2 separate regions of the Mus musculus genome follow, and region 2 is linked to region 1. Evidence: chromatin contacts called from public HiChIP or PLAC-seq data. All regions are on one chromosome and are shown on one strand. Each heading gives the region's core, a stretch centred on a gene start, on an enhancer-like site or on the middle of the called end of the contact. The rest is flanking DNA. Distances are from core to core; before and after follow the strand shown. Region 1 has its middle 6.4 kb from the start of Gm30456. Region 2 has its middle 9.0 kb from the start of Gm51819.

Region 1 (2,867 bases), core at 199-2,698:
GCTAAGGGGGTTCAGCACCCCAGAGATCAGAGGGCAGTTGAGCTGTATGTAAGCTGGGCAAATCCTTGGCTCAGGAAGCTTTGAGAGGAGCAGTCCTGGATGCTGGAAGGCTACACCAGAGAATAGAGAGAGAGGAAGAAGAAGAGGAGGGAGGGAGGGAGAGACAGAGGGTGGGGTGGGGGTGGGGAGAGAACACAAGGTGGGGGGGGGGAGATCCAAGTGGGCCCCAAACTCTCACTTGCTGGCTTTATCATTTGGGGAGGGAATCAGGAGGCTGCCATCTCTGATCTCACTTTCTGGAGAGATCTTTAGGGTACCTCTTATAACCACTGCCCAAACCCTAGGGAGTTAGAGCCTTCTGATAGGATTGGCTCTTGGCAGAAACCATAAGGCACACAGAGCAGGAATGGGGGCAACACCTGCTGGGGGTGGTGGGGTGGGCTGGGAGGGCCTGGGTGGGCTGGCTGCCCAGGGGAGGACAGAAACGTCTTTCTTTGCCTCTTTCTGTGAGGCAGCATCCAGGCTCAGGGAGGGGCTGCCCTTTCATTGGACCCCCACCGTCCAGCTCTGTGCCAAGCACACACACTGGATGAATGGCGTTAGTATTTGAAGGCAAAGTGTGCACATCTAGAACCTTCTGGAATACTGTTACTTACTGTGGTTTTTCTTTGGGTTTTATAGAACAACCCCAAACATTTGCTCACCAGGATGAGTCTGCTTCCCGTGGCAGTCAGGACACCGGGTGCCTTATGAACTCAGCCTAAAGACCCTGCGTGGGGTACAGCAGAGGTGGGAGCGTGGTACAGAAAATTTGCTCAGTTGGCCTCTGGCTGCAGAGGGCAGGCTCCGGCTGACCTAGGCTGGAGTCTGAGGTCATGATCTGTATGTCACCAAGTTGTTCATTAGCATCGCGTTTATTCTGCAGGAGAAGCCACCGATCCTAAAAGTCGTCTATCCCCTGCCAGGGGGAAGTTAAATAGAATAGAGAGGCTGTGGTGCATGTCTGGCCTTGGTTACTTTTCAAAGACCATGGCATCCTTTCTGGGGTCCTTTGGGAGCCGGTCTTTGTGGTTTATGTACTGAGAGATGCCCGTCTTTCCCTCCCTCTCTCTTCTCCCGAGAAAGCCCTCCACTTCTCTTCGGCTTGGTTTTGGATGTGTGTCCTCTCTCCTACTTGCGATTGTGGCCTTGCCCGCCCCTTTCCACGAAGGAGTGACGCCCTTCCTTGTTCTTGGAGCAGTCAGACTGAACTTGCGCGTGGGTGTGGGCTCCACACAGAGACACTGCCTCTCTTTAAGATTTCTCAGGACATCTTTCTTCTTCAGTTTTGTCTGAAAGGGCCACACCAGGGGATTGTTTTGTTTTCTCCCCGAAAGCTGGTGGCCTGGTGGCCCGTTCCCTACCAATCTCAGCTGTGGGAATGGCTTTCATCATGCCCTTTCCCAACCATTTCCCAAAATGCTCTCTCTTCCCCGCCCCCTGCTGGGTGTTTTGGGACACAGAAACCAGTGTGTGGGGCCCGGGTTTTCCTTTTTCTGGGAGAAGTTGCGAACAGCTTCGGTGTCTCAAGCCACACTTTGGCTTGATGGGGGCAGGCCGAGTTGGCTTGGGGACCGAGGTTGTTCTGTGCGACCTCAGTGTCGGGTCGCAGAAGGAGCGGCAGCGCCAGGGGTCTGCGCTCCCTGAGGCTATCTGGGGACCAAACTCCACGGCGCGAGGGGCTGCCGCCGCCCAGGTCCAGCGTCGGAAACAGGGCAGAGCCACCCAGAGGTCCCGGGGCAGCTTTATGCCCAGCGCCCCGCCCGCACCCCACGCCCCTGCAGCCCAGCTCCGGCCGCGCCCCAGCCCTTTGGGACGGGCTCAAAGGCGACGGGCGGGGGCCGGGGAGGAGGCAGCGTTCCTGCAAATCACATGATTTTCCCGCTTATATAAATCACAGCTTGTTTTTCTCAACCGGCTGCAGACTTAAAGGTGCAGTGTCTTCTTTCTCTCCCAAGGGCAGGGGCTCTCCTGGGTGCCTTTGACCAGGGGCAAGCTGGGCAGGAGTGGCCTCAGCTAGGGACTTGTCACACAGTTCAGGGTTTACCCTTGGTCCGTACTTGGGATAGTTCCTTGGGCTGGGGACCAGAGAGAGGCAAGGAAAACGTATCACCAAGTCAGAAACCCTCGCGGGACTGGGGTCTCCTTTCAGAGGTGGGCCAGCAGCCTCTGTGGACAGCAGTGTCTCAGAGCAACCGGCTGAAGCCCCGGGTGCCTGCTTTGGATCCTGAGGGCCTAGGAGAGAACTGGCCTGTGGGAGAATTCTGTTAGCCAGAGTTCTAAAACAGGTGCTTACTATTCTCATCAGCTCTGGCTGTTTGAGGACACTGTATGTGGGAAGAAAAATCAACCATTGCATACATCTAGCATCTATTGTCTACCTCCTAGGCACTGTGGAGAGGGAGAAACAGCCGTTAGACAGCCTTGTGATGAAGCAGGAGTTGGATCAAGCTGCACAGGCAGTTTTAAAGCCCCGTTCCAGGCTAAACAGAAGAGAGTCACAGGCAGTGCGTAATTACCTGGGGATGAATAGTTTGGATAATGAGTCCTGCAGGCTTTGGGAGGAGGGCTCCTCTGGGGGCCTTGGCTGCAGGTGGACTTGAACTGGAGGCAGGGTGGGGGGTCAGCCTGCTAGGTGTCTCAGTGGGAGGGAGGACGGAGTGTGGTGCTGGTGGGGGAGGGATGAACAGAGTGGGCGATCATTTTGGAAAACTGAGGTGGTGAAAATTGAGGCTGGAACTCTGCAGGGTGGCCAGTCACTTGAAAGCACCGTGAGTGTGGGCGGAGAATGAACTATGATTCCCTGTGAAGGCAGAGGGAGCAACCCT
Region 2 (3,146 bases), core at 557-3,056, 220 kb before region 1:
CTGAGTCAGAACGTGGGGGAGTCCTCACGTTGTGGGTCTTTCACATGCGTGTGTGCATGCTTGAATCCCTCCATCTGTCTGTCATCTGTCTGTCTGTCTGTGTGGTATATGCATGTGTATGTTCATGTGCCATAGTGCTCCTGTCTAGTGGAACTCTCTTTCTGTGCCCTTCCCCCAGCCCTGAGCAGGCTAAATAGACTTTAAGTGTTTGCCCCAGTTGGTCTTCCTCCGACCTAGGGTGGAGTCTCCTGCCTTGCCTCCTCTGCGGTTTCCTACAGGAACACAATCCAGCTGAAACAAAGGACGGGTCTGTGGGTTTTCCCTATATAAACACAGAGCTGAATATTAAACTTTGAGCTTTGATCAGAAAACTTTGTCTTGGCTTCATCCTTCTCTTATCTCTGCCCCATCCTTTTTCATTTCCAGCCTCCCTTTCAGGTACCCAGTTCATCCATGGCTGCTGGACGGCTACATCTTTCCACTGTATGGATCCTGGGAACCAAACTCTGGTTGTCAGGTTAGGTACTGAGTCCCTTTACCTGCTAAGTCATCTTGTCGTCACTCACCTTCTTTGAAAATATTTTTTTTTAGATTTATTGATGTTATATGTTTTACCTTCATGTATGTGCATGCACCACGTGTGTGCTGAGTGACCTCAGGAGTCAGAAGGCACCAGATCCCCTGGGACTGGACTTATGGATGGTCCAGTCCTGGCTCTTGTCTCCCCAATGTTATCATTGTTCCTTTCCTATTTTAAAAATTACTTTTTTGGTGTGCACCTAGAGTAATGGGTCTTTTATGACGTTTTCTTTATACTTTAGCCCAGTCCATCTGCTCCTGCCTGAACGTGTTCTTGAGTTAGTTTGCCTAAATTTGATTGATTGGTTGTTGTTGTTCCTGTGTCCAAGGAAGTTGGACTATAATTTCCTTTCTTCGTTTCTTCTTCTGGTTTTGGTACCAGGGAAGTGCTGCCTTCATCGATGCATTTGGTGGTGTTCCCACTGTTCCTGCTTTGTGGACCAGCTCCAGTGTTTGCTTCTCTGTGCTTACCTCTTATGATGGTTTGTATGTGCTTGGGTCAGGGAGTGGCACTATTAGGAGGTGTGGCCTTGTTGAAGTAGGTGTGTCACTGTGGGCGTGGGCTTAAGACCTCATCCTAGCTGCCTGGAAGCCTGTATTCTGCTAGCAACCTTCAAATGAAGATGGAGAACTCTCAGCTCCTCCTGCACCATGCCTGCCCAGATGCTGCCATGCTCTTGATGATAATGGACTGAACTTCTGAACCTGTAAGCCAGCCCCAATTAAATGCGATTAAATTAAATAAGCCAGTCCTTATAAGAGTTGCCTTGGTCATGTTGTCTGTTCACAGCAGTAAAACCCTAAGCCTTTTGTTTTCTTGGGTTTTGGTGTTTTGGTTTTTGAGACAAGATTTTCCTGTGTAGCCATAGCTGTCACTCTGTACACCAGGCTGGCTTCAAACTCACAGAGATCCTTCTACCTCTGCTTCCCAAGTGCTGGGTCTGAAGGTGTGCACTACCACTGCTCAGCTATTGGGAGGCTCTTCATTTCTGTTTTAATTTCATTGATGATTGTGGATCTGCTTAAGCTGTCTCCCCAACTATTACTTTATTTAACCATGTATAAACTACACACACACACACACACACACACACACACACACACACACACACGCAGCCCTGCTCCATGTCAGAGCTCCCAGTCACCCCCAGTTATGAGGTGATAAGAAACCAGGAATGGTGGTGTCCCTGGGCTGACACTGACCTTTGGCCCTACAGTTCATCTCCAACAAGAGTGTGGCGCACTGGCTGGCACTCACGGGCAACAGTGAGACTTCAGTCCTAGGCAGCTTGGCTTGCCTCTGAAGTTAACAAATAACTAACTGGATTTAAAAACTGAAAACAATTTAGTGGTTGGGGAAATGAGTCATTGTTAAGTCACTGCTCTTGCAGTGGATCCGGGTTTGGTTTTTAGCATCAAAGTAAACCGTCTGTTACTCCAGCACAGGCAGGGGTCTTGGTGGCTCCTTCTGGCCTCCATGGACACCCACATGCATGCATAGACATGGGGTGTATCCTGTTTTGTTTTGTTTTTCTAGGGTGAGAGGAGAAACTCTATGGACAAACCCAGTTTTCCACTATGACAAGTTATGAAATCAAACTTTCTGCATCTAAGCGCAGCGGGTGAGCCTTGATCTGGGAAACAAGGAAGGAAGAATTATCTTTTAGGATACGAACCCAGCAAGGTCCCTGTGAGTTTGAAGCCAGCCTAGTCTATAGAGCTAGTTCCAGGACATTAAAGACTATATAAACAAACCCTGTTCAAAACAACAACAACAACAACAACAACAACAACAACCAAAACTGAACCAAATTAACCAACCAAACACCACCAAATCCACCCACACACTTCACATCTGGCAGAAGTATTCACCCTTTAGAGCACTCTTGTTTGGCATAGTATTGCAGCCCAGTGTTTGTGTATGTGTATGTGTGTGTGTGCACAGGGTTTATGTGCACAGTGTGTGCGCACAGTATGTGTGTGCACAGTATGTGTGCACAATGTATGTGTACACAGGGTATGTGTGTATATGTGAGTATATGTGTGTATAGTTTGTGTGTGCACAGTGTGTGTATACAATGTGTGTGTGCACAGGACATGTGTGAACAGGGCATGTGTGCACAGTGTGTGTGCACAGGATATGAGTGCATAGTGTATGTGTACACTATTGTCTAATTCACACCCCATTGACTCAGTTACTTCGTGAATAATTCTATTTATTTTCCAAAAATGAGGGTAGCCTGAAGTTACTTCAAGTTTTCCATCTATCAAAGGAGGGAGCCCCTGAGGGCCAATGAGACTGACCCACCAGCAGCCCTCCACTCCTCAGCTGGCTAGACACCTGTTATATCTTCTCGGTTTAATCTTGATAGGTCTCATGAGTCTAGAAATTTATTAATTTCATCTAAGTTTTCCAGTTATTTGGAATATAATATTTTTAAAGTCCTCGAGATTCTTTATGTTTTATTAGACTCTGCAATAACATCTCTTCATTGTTTAAAAAAAAACAAAATGCCAGATGTTTGACTTACCAAATGAAGATTCAGGAGCCAGATGCTGGGTGAAAA

What was found. HiChIP or PLAC-seq counts read pairs in DNA pulled down with a chosen protein or histone mark.
Region 2: a FOXA1 HiChIP or PLAC-seq map of pancreatic cancer cells shows a contact between it and region 1. The contact joins two enhancer-like sites. A contact is called at or near these places in 3 of 39 promoter capture datasets (cranial neural crest, embryonic stem cells and pre-B cells), 1 of 15 datasets of contacts at CTCF or cohesin (embryonic stem cells), 10 of 484 Hi-C or Micro-C datasets (the G1E-ER4 cell line, double positive thymocytes and embryonic stem cells) and 4 of 115 datasets of contacts at active chromatin or transcription factors (astrocytes, embryonic stem cells, memory CD8 T cells and 1 more).

The regions. Positions count from the first base shown.
Region 1 is chr10:126,927,367-126,930,233 of GRCm38.p6, reverse strand. No RefSeq gene overlaps it. Among named protein-coding and RNA genes, the nearest start is that of Gm30456, 6.4 kb to the left of the region's middle. Within about 2 kb of position 1,448, at least 236 of the 459 cell types and tissues checked have an H3K27ac peak or open chromatin away from gene starts, as enhancers often do. A contact at or near this core is called in pancreatic cancer cells, where this site is marked.
Region 2 is chr10:127,149,446-127,152,591 of GRCm38.p6, reverse strand. No RefSeq gene overlaps it. Among named protein-coding and RNA genes, the nearest start is that of Gm51819, 9.0 kb to the left of the region's middle. Within about 2 kb of position 1,806, at least 62 of the 459 cell types and tissues checked have an H3K27ac peak or open chromatin away from gene starts, as enhancers often do. A contact at or near this core is called in pancreatic cancer cells, where this site is marked.